Linked DNA regions of Mus musculus: region 2 is linked to region 1. Evidence: chromatin contacts called from public HiChIP or PLAC-seq data. All regions are on one chromosome and are shown on one strand. The core of a region is the stretch at or near the end of the contact, and the rest is flanking DNA. Distances in the headings are between cores, read along the strand shown. Region 1 overlaps Nuggc (nuclear GTPase, germinal center associated). Region 2 holds the start of Clu (clusterin).

What was found. HiChIP or PLAC-seq counts read pairs in DNA pulled down with a chosen protein or histone mark.
Region 2: an H3K27ac HiChIP or PLAC-seq map of embryonic stem cells shows a contact between it and region 1, with 3 times the contacts expected there. The contact joins the promoter of Clu here to the enhancer-like site in region 1. A contact is called at or near these places in 10 of 39 promoter capture datasets (the 3T3-L1 cell line, HPC-7-derived erythroid cells, cranial neural crest and 5 more), 1 of 15 datasets of contacts at CTCF or cohesin (embryonic stem cells), 4 of 115 datasets of contacts at active chromatin or transcription factors (embryonic stem cells and pancreatic cancer cells) and 2 of 9 other capture datasets (adipose tissue and embryonic stem cells).

Annotation. Positions count from the first base shown.
Region 1 is chr14:65,622,753-65,627,176 of GRCm38.p6, reverse strand. It overlaps Nuggc (nuclear GTPase, germinal center associated), which reads right to left. Exons shown (of 19, transcript NM_001195674.2): 11 at 3,911-4,016; 12 at 3,025-3,158. Among named protein-coding and RNA genes, the nearest start is that of Gm30245, 5.7 kb to the right of the region's middle. Within about 2 kb of position 2,491, at least 48 of the 459 cell types and tissues checked have an H3K27ac peak or open chromatin away from gene starts, as enhancers often do. A contact at or near this core is called in embryonic stem cells and pre-B cells, where this site is marked.
Region 2 is chr14:65,965,915-65,970,338 of GRCm38.p6, reverse strand. It overlaps Clu (clusterin), which reads right to left and starts at 1,856. Exons shown (of 9, transcript NM_013492.3): 1 at 1,651-1,856.

The DNA.
Region 1 (4,424 bases), core at 1,242-3,741:
CACCTGAACAGGCAGAGTGAGAGACAACCCAGAGGTCTTCCTAACTTACAGTTGCACAGGCAGAGTGTGAGACAACCCAGGGGCTTTCCAAATTAACTCCTGTTCAGGCAGAGTGTGAGACAACCCTGGGGCTTTCCAAATTAACTCCTGTTCAGGCAGAGTGTGAGACAACCCAGGGGCCTCTGTAACTTATTCCTGCTCGCGCAAAGTGTGAGACAACCCAGAAGCCTTCCTAAAGTACTCCTGCTCCGGCAAAGTGTGAGACAACCCAGGGGCCTTCGTACCTTAATCCTGCTCAGGCAAAGTGTGAGAAAACCCTGGGGTCTTCCTAACTTACAATTGCACAGGCAGACTGTGAGATAACCCAGGGGCCTTCTTAACTTACACTCTGCTCAGACAGAGTGTGAGATAACCCTCTGGCGGTCCTAATATATAAACAGGCAGATTGTGAGACAACCCTGGGGCCTTCCTAATTTACAGTAGCACAGGCAGACTGTGAAACAAACCAGGGGCCTTCCTAACTTACACCCTGCTCAGGCAGAGTGTGAGACAACCCTGGGGCCTTCCTAACTTACAGTGCACAGGCAGACTGTGAGACAACCCAGGGGCCTTCCTAACTTACACGCTTCTCAGGCAGAGTTTGAGACAAACCTGGGGCCTTCCTTCCTTCCAACTGGACAGGCAGAGTATGAGACACCCCTGGGATCTTCCTAACTTACTCCATCTCAGGCAGAGTGTGAGACAACCCAGGGACCTTCCAAAATTACACTTGCTCAGGCAGAGTGTGAGACAACCTTGGGGCCTTCATAACTTACAGTTGCACAGGCAGACTGTGAGACAACCCAGGGACTTCCTACTTACACTCTGGTCAGGCAGAGTGTGAGAAAACCCTGAGGCCTTATTAACTTACTCCTGCTCAGGCAGAGTGTGAGACAACCCTGAGGCATTCCTAACTTACACCTGCATATGCAGAGTGTGAGACAACCCTGGGGCCTTCCTAAATTACAGTTGCACAGGAAGACTGTGAGACAACCCAGGGGCCTTCCTAACTTATACTCTGCCCAGGCAGAGTATTAGATAACCCTGGGGGCTTCCAAACTTACACCTGCACAGGCATAGTGTGAGACAACCCAGGGGCCTTCCTAAATAATACTCTAATCAGGCAGAGTATTAGACACCCCTGGGGGCTTCCTAACTTACTCCTGCACAGGCATAGTGTGAGACAACCCAGGGGCCTTCCTAACTTATACTCTAATCAGGCAGAGTATTAGACAACCCTGGGCCTTCCTAACTTACACCTGCACAGGCAGAGTGAGAGACAACCCAGGGGTCTTCCTAACTTACAGTTGCACAGGCAGACTCTGAGACAACCCAGGGGACTTTCTAACTTACACTCTGCTCATGTTTCGTTTGAGACAACACTGGGACCTTCCTAACTTACTCCTGCTCAGGCAGAGTGTGAGACAACCCTGGGCCTTCCTAACTTACAGTTGTACAGGCAGATTCTGAGACAACCCAGAGACCTTCCTAAATCATACTCTAATCAGGCAGAGTATTAGACAACCCTGGGCCTTCCTAACTTACACCTGCACAGGCAGAGTGAGAGACAACCCAGGGGCCTTCCTACCTTACTCCTGCTCAGGCAGAGTGTGAGACAACCCTGGGGCCTTCCAAACTTTCAGTTGCACAGGCAGAGTCTGAGACAACCCAGAGACCTTCCTAAATCATACTCTAATCAGGCAGAGTATTAGACAACCCTGGGCCTTCCTAACTTACACCTGCACAGGCAGAGTGAGAGACAACCCAGGGGCCTTCCTACCTTACTCCTGCTCAGGCAAAGTGTGAGACAACCCTGGGGCCTTCCTATCTTACTCCTGATCAGGCAGAGTGTGAGACAACCCTGGGGCCTTCCTAACTTACTCCTGCTCAGGCAGAGTGTGAGACAACCCTGGGGCCTTCCAAACTTTCAGTTGCACAGGCAGAGTCTGAGACAACCCAGAGACCTTCCTAAATCATACTCTAATCAGGCAGAGTATTAGACAACCCTGGGCCTTCCTAACTTACACCTGCACAGGCAGAGTGAGAGACAACCCAGGGGTCTTCCTAACTTACAGTTGCACAGGCAGACTCTGAGACAACCCAGGGGACTTTCTAACTCATACTCTGCTCATGTTTTGTTTGAGACAACACTGGGACCTTCCTAACTTACTCCTGCTCAGGCAGAGTGTGAGACAACCCTGGGGCCTTCCAAACTTACAGTTGTACAGGCAGAGTCTGAGACAACCCAGAGACCTTCCTAAATCATACTCTAATCAGGCAGAGTATTAGACAACCCTGGGGCCTTCCTAACTTACACCTGCACAGGCAGAGTGAGAGACAACCCAGGGGCCTTCCTAACTTACAGTTTTACAGGCAGAGTATGAGATAACCCTGGGGACCTACTAACATACTACTGCTCAGGCAGAGTGTGAGACTACCCTGGGGCCTCCCTTCCTTACACCTGCCCAGGCAGAGTGTGAGACAATGCAGGGCCCTTCCCAACTTACTCTGCTCAGGCAGAGTGTGAGACGACCCTGGGACCTTCCTAACTTACACCCTGCTCAGGCAGAGTGTGAGACAACCCTGGGGGCTTCCTAACTTTCTCCTGCTCAGGCAGAGTGTGAGACAACCCTGGGGCCTTCCTAACTTACTCCTGCTCAGGCAGAGTGTGAGACGACCCTGGGGCCTTCCTAACTTACACCCTGCACAGGCAGAGTGTGAGACAACCCTGGGGCCTTCCTAACATAATCCTGCTCAGGCAGAGTGTGAGACAACCCTGGGGCCTTCCTAACTTACAGTTGCACAGGCAGAGTGTGAGACAACCCAGGAGCCTTCCTAACTTACACTCTGATCAAGCAGAGTGAGACAAACCTAGGGCCTTTCTAACTTTACACCTGCACAGGCAGAGTGTGAGACAACACTGGGGCCTTCCTAACTAACAGTTTCACAGGCAGAGTATGAGACAACCCAGGGGGCCTTCCTTACCAGCAGGCTTTCCTCCGTGTTTAACGTGTCTGTGAGAAGCAATAGGCCAAAGGCTTCTGTGACGTACTTGGTCACCAGCCTCCTCTTCTTGTCCAAGATCCTTTTCCTAATATATTCTCTTAACTTGGGGATCTCTGCAATTCAAAACCAGCACAAATAATATCGAAACATTTGTCACAATAGAATTCATAAAGGAAGTCAATGAAACAGTTGCCCTGAGTTGGGGAACTTGTTGTACTTCTGCTTTAAGCATCATTCATTCACCCATATGTACATCTGTTAAGACCTGTGCAGCCATAGTCCCTGTTAGTCTTAGGCTAAAACCCAACTTAAACCCTCATCTAGTTACCAAGAGCACTCAGATACGCATGGGTCTCAAGATTCTCAGCTTTCCTTTGTGCTCAGGGCCAAGACACTCTCAGTCTGGTTTTCCCTTTCATCTTTGCACATGGGGATTATTGGCTCTTCATTTAGACTCAAAAATATTCAGAGAAAGGAACCATGGCCTTCTATTTTCTCCGCCTCCCAGAAACACATGTGATATACATCTGTTAACGATGCCTGATGCTAATAGCTGGGTACTGAAGAATCACAAGCCACACACCAAGGAAATGACAACCCAATGCCTTGACTTTTACTCTTACTAACTCTGGTAAAATTTGGATGAGAGAAAAATTTTGGTCTCAGACACACAATGCAAGGAGGAAAAAAGTGATTATATGTGCACACAGACACGCAGCACAAAATACATGCTCATAGGTATAAACACTGTAGTTAAGTGGGAATAAAACTTTGCTACGGCAAGAGAATTTCTAGAGCAGGGTGCTTAGAGCGCCAAGCCTATTCTTTCAGATGTTAGTGTTTGAGGTTAAAAAATAGAAATTACCACTTTCTTCCTCAGTCAGGATGGTCCGCTGCCAGTACTCATGGGCACTGACCGTGTACACCAGATCTGAGGCTTCCAGAACCTTGGAGTCAGCTGGCAGTTTTCTCTGCAGCAGGGGAGACATGTAGAGAGCAGAATAGGTCAAGTGTGGGCAAAGAAGCACCACAGAAGCCCCAAGGGAACTCTCAGCAAACTCACTGAGTGCCTTAGGGAGCAGATATGAAGTGTGTGTGTGTGTGTGTGTGTGTGTGTGTGTGTGTGTGTGTGTGTGTGTGTGTGCGTGCGTGCGTGTGTGTACACGCACTTGTGCACAAACACATGCATGTCGAGGTCAGGGGTCGACGTTAAATATGTTCCTTAATTACTTTCCCCATTGTTAGGATTACGATCAGGATTAGGATTACTATCGAAGTCTGAACCCGAAGTGCACAGATTTGGGTATAGTGGTTGGCAGCGTGCCTCAGGCCAGGATTTCAGGCACCCACTATCACTCTCAGCTTTTTATGTGGGTGCT
Region 2 (4,424 bases), core at 607-3,106, 340 kb before region 1:
ATGACCATTTTGGGAAAAGCCATTTAACAGCCTTGGAAATGGCTTCTGATCCGAGGCAGGAAGAGGCAGCAGGGCAGGGCAGCCAAGGAAGACCATTGAATGGGAGGCGAAGCAGTATCAAGATGAGCTACAGGGAGCAGGGAGCTTGGGGCTTGCCAAAGGAGACCTGGGGTCTGGAGAGCCACCAAGTTCCCAAATAAGAAAGGGAGGGTTGCTTGCTCTTCAGCCTGGGCCCTTCTAGAGAATGCCAACGCCCAGACACCTGCCAGGCTCCCCAAGACACACTGCAAGCCAGTAGCCAACCCCCACCCCCACTCTCCACCCCCCAGGAAGAATGCAGCCCTCTGAAACCTCATTTTAATATTCTTTCCTTGACAATAAAAAGTCCTAAATCTCTCGGCCTTGGTTTCTTTATCTGTAAAATGGACCTGATACAGACCTCAAAGAAGCGATCCTCTATTCAGTAAAGCTAAGAACAGACTCCCTCTAGGTCTGCTGGTAATATGGACTCCGGGTCAGAATCTGCTAGTCTCCCAAGTTTCCCGGCGCTGTGGTGTTGTTGTTCCAAGGACAACGCTGCTCAGTTCAGCCCGCTGCCTTCCCTCTACACTGACTTACTTCCTGTCTTCTTTTGGAGGCTGGCCTACTGCCTGGCTGCCAACTACCCTGGGTGCATCAGCCCCACCAGGGCCAAGGACCTCCTTATCTAGTAGGAAAACATAGCCTCTCCCATTGTGGCGTATTTTCTCCATTTTTTTCCAATGCATTTTTATAAACCATCCCTTCATAGGTCCTGTTTTTAAATATTTTTAAAAGTCACACATTTGCTGCTGCCTAATATTCCATTGATTGACTACCATTTGCAGTTTGTTTTACTATTCTCACAGGGTCGGGCACTAAATTGTATGATCCTGTTAAGAGAACTTGTATAGACTCTTGAATTCCTAACTTCTTCCTTTAAAAACAGCACCAGCACCATTTTTAAAACTGGGCCCAGAAATTCTGGAAAAGCCAAAGGGCTTCAGTTTCTTATTCATATAACGTTTGGAGGCTGAGCCTCTAATGGTCTCCAGGCCTCAGATTACCATCTATAAAGTGATCCGGTGGGATCAGACGTCTCGGCCTGGTGGAGCATTTCTCTAAAGAACTGGATGAATGCAGTCAGCTCAGCAAAACGGGTCTGGATGTCTGCAGCACGTCTTTAAATACACAACATCTTATTTATTATGCGCTGTCCCAGGAACTGAAAGGGAGGTCCAAATGCAATGACTCATGCCCAAAAGACAACAGCCACTACAGAGATCCGCACCTAGTCGCGGCGCTGAGCCACTCGCACCCCTGCGCCTCCCGCATCGTACGGCAGGCTTCAAGCCTCAGTTTCCCCATTTTTGCAAAAGGAAGATCTTTGTATGTGGCCTATTGAACAGCTGTGAAATTGTGATCCGGATTAAAGAACACGGAGACTCCCGTGTCTGAGCCAGCGTGCACCCCCTACCCAACCCCATGCTCGGCTGTCTGGTGATGGGGCTCTAGTCACCTCCCACTTCCCCACGGCTGCGCCAGCTTTCCACCTAGCTGCTACCCTTGCCCTCCCATCCCTGCCGGTGTGGCTTCAGCGGCGCTGGGGTAGGAAAGGTGCAGCTGTCTCACCGGTCTGCGGCTTGGCTCCAGTGCGCTCCTCCTGGTGACGCGGGTGGTGAGCACCGGGGAAGCGCCCTATTTATAGCGCTCTGCTCAAGTACACCCCCTTTGGGGCTGGCTGCAAACCTGCGTGACTCACGCCCAGAGAATGCCGGAGAATGCACCAGGAGCTTTCTGGAAGCCTAGAGGTGGGGGTAAGAGGCGCAGCACCCAGCGGGGGGCACCAGGGGGCGCATGGGCATCACAAATGACCGCATTGGTTGCTGTAGGGCCCCTAAATTGGTGGCTCTAATCCCTGAGAGCTACCAAAAACCTCTCAATCAGGCCCCAACAGAAGAGTCTTAGAGGACAAGGAATCCACACACTACACTGGCCTGCTTCCAGCCCAGAACTGGCACAGGATTCCACCGCCCGACGCCCACCTTATTGCATGTTCATCTTCCACATCCTTCCACATCGTTCACTCCTTTTCTTTGCTCCCATTTTAATGGGAGAGTAACAGAAACATAGAAGATGGCGTAGGCATTGTGCTAGGGAAGAGTATACACGAAGTACTTGGCTCCCTAAACGCTGCACTGGGCTGCTTGCTGGTCCCTTGGCAGACAGATGGAGGAAACAGAAGCGGGTTAAGAATGAGACAATGATACATCAGTAATCCCGAAGGCCTCTGCTGTCCCTGAATTCGTAAAGCCTAAGCATGGCTCCCACGCACTTGGGACCCAGTCAAGCAGGGTGGGCTTCACTGCCTCTGGACCTAGGACCCTCACACCTGTTTTCAAGTATACTACCCCATTTTCTTAGGTGATAGAGCCAATGGTAAGGTGTCTATGTTTCTGTAAATAACTGCTCACCGCATGCTCCTGTGGGCAACACTAATGAAATTTATGAGAGGAAGAGAGAGAGAAGAGATAATGGGAGGAAGAAGAGGACAAAGAGGACACGAAAGAGAAATGAAGGAGGGGAATATATATATATGACTATGCCATTCTTAAACTCATTATGTATAATTAATATATACTAATTCAATTTTTTAAACAAAAACTACTTTGTCCCAGACTTGGAACTCACACTGGTTTCTGAACAAGGAGCCTATGGTGGAAGTTCTCCGTGGAGCCCTGCTGCTGAGTAGCTGGGTCTGTGACCAGAGGTGCTGAGAGGCACCCTAGCTGCTTTTTGCTGAGAACAGGGACACCTGTTATGGGCATCTCTGGGAAGAAGGGACAACCTAGAAGCCCCCACCATGCTACTTCTCGGGGGAGAAGCTGAGCTTCCCACTCTGAACCCTGGAACATCCGTGTATCAAATCCCAGCACTCGGGAGGCAGAGGCAGGCGGATTTCTGAGTTCGAGGCCAGCCTGGTCTACAAAGTTAAGTTCCAGGACAGCCAGAGCTACACAGAGAAGCCCTGTCTCGAAAAACCGAGAGAGAGAGAGAGAGAGAGAGAGAGAGAGAGAGAGAGAGAGAGAGAGAGAGCCTGGCATCCCCCTCAAGCTGTCGAGGAACCAATGTAGGTAACACAGTTTGGGTGGCAGGCCTTGAAAACTATGTAAAAGAAACAGACTTGAAGGAGAAATGTGTGGTCGAGGTCTGTTTCCCGTTCAGATCTTTAAAGGAGCAGCCATAGGGCCAGATTTCCATTTGCTCAAGGCCCAGAGACTATGGTGATTTGGTACTTTCCCAAAAGGCAGCCTACAGGAAATGTCTAGGAATGGTCAGAACTGGGCTAAGGCTGGCTACAGTCCCAGCTGTTCCCTGAGGCACCCAGTGCCTTTAGACAAACCACTCTGCCCTTGGGCCTTAGTTTCTTCCGTCTGGGAAAGATGAATCTGAAATGAGTCCTCACTAAGGCTTTCTTTAGCCTAACCTGATTCAATGCCAAGTCTGGGAAGATAACTAACCAGAAAAACAGAGTCAACAGAAACTTGGAGGAATGTTCCCCCCACCCCACCCCCAAATCTTCTTTTTGTTTTCTTTATAAAGAAAAATAAAAAGAAAGAATTATCAGTAATAGCTACATTTTCTATGGACACCGATGTCCTTGTAATGTTTTTCTGATAGCAGTTCCCTCCCTGTTGCCTGTCATGGGCACAGGGTACAATAGCAAAGTCTCTAAAAGTTCTCCTTTGGAGATTAGGCAGGAAGATGTGCCTTAGTCAGCAGAAGTAGGGGATCCGGGGAGAGGGAGATAAGGAGTCCCCTGCCACAGTTACAAGTGTCCACTTTTCTCCTGTTCCCAAGCACACGAGGTTTGGGAACTCAGCCTTGAGCAAACGGACACAAATCTTGAATGCACCTCTTGATTCACGTGTGTGCCCGTGGGCATGTGTGTGCACTTGCATACATGTGCACGTGTGAGACCACAGGACAACCTCAGGTGTTCCTCCAAAGGTGCCTTCCAACTGTTCGTACCTTAGGCAGGCTCTCTCACTGGCATGGAACTCACCAGCTGTACAACAATCCATAAGATCCTGTGCCTGCCTTCCCAGCTCTGGGGTTATAACTATAGGCCACGTTTTAGACGGGTACCAGGGATCCAACTCAGATCCTGAGCTTCTGCCTTACCCACCACCTCATCTCCCACCCTGAGTTTCCAGTATAAGACCTGGTTGACCCTCTTCCTACTTGTATATCAGCAACTCCTCAACCCCCAGGAGTTCTCCTACTTCTATTTGGATGTTCCCAACCTGAGAACTGGGTATTTTCCTTGCAAGCAATTAATTCTTTAGGAAAGCCATCTTTGCCGGAGCTCCCTGGTTCCTGTAAAGGGCTGGCCCTGAGCCCAA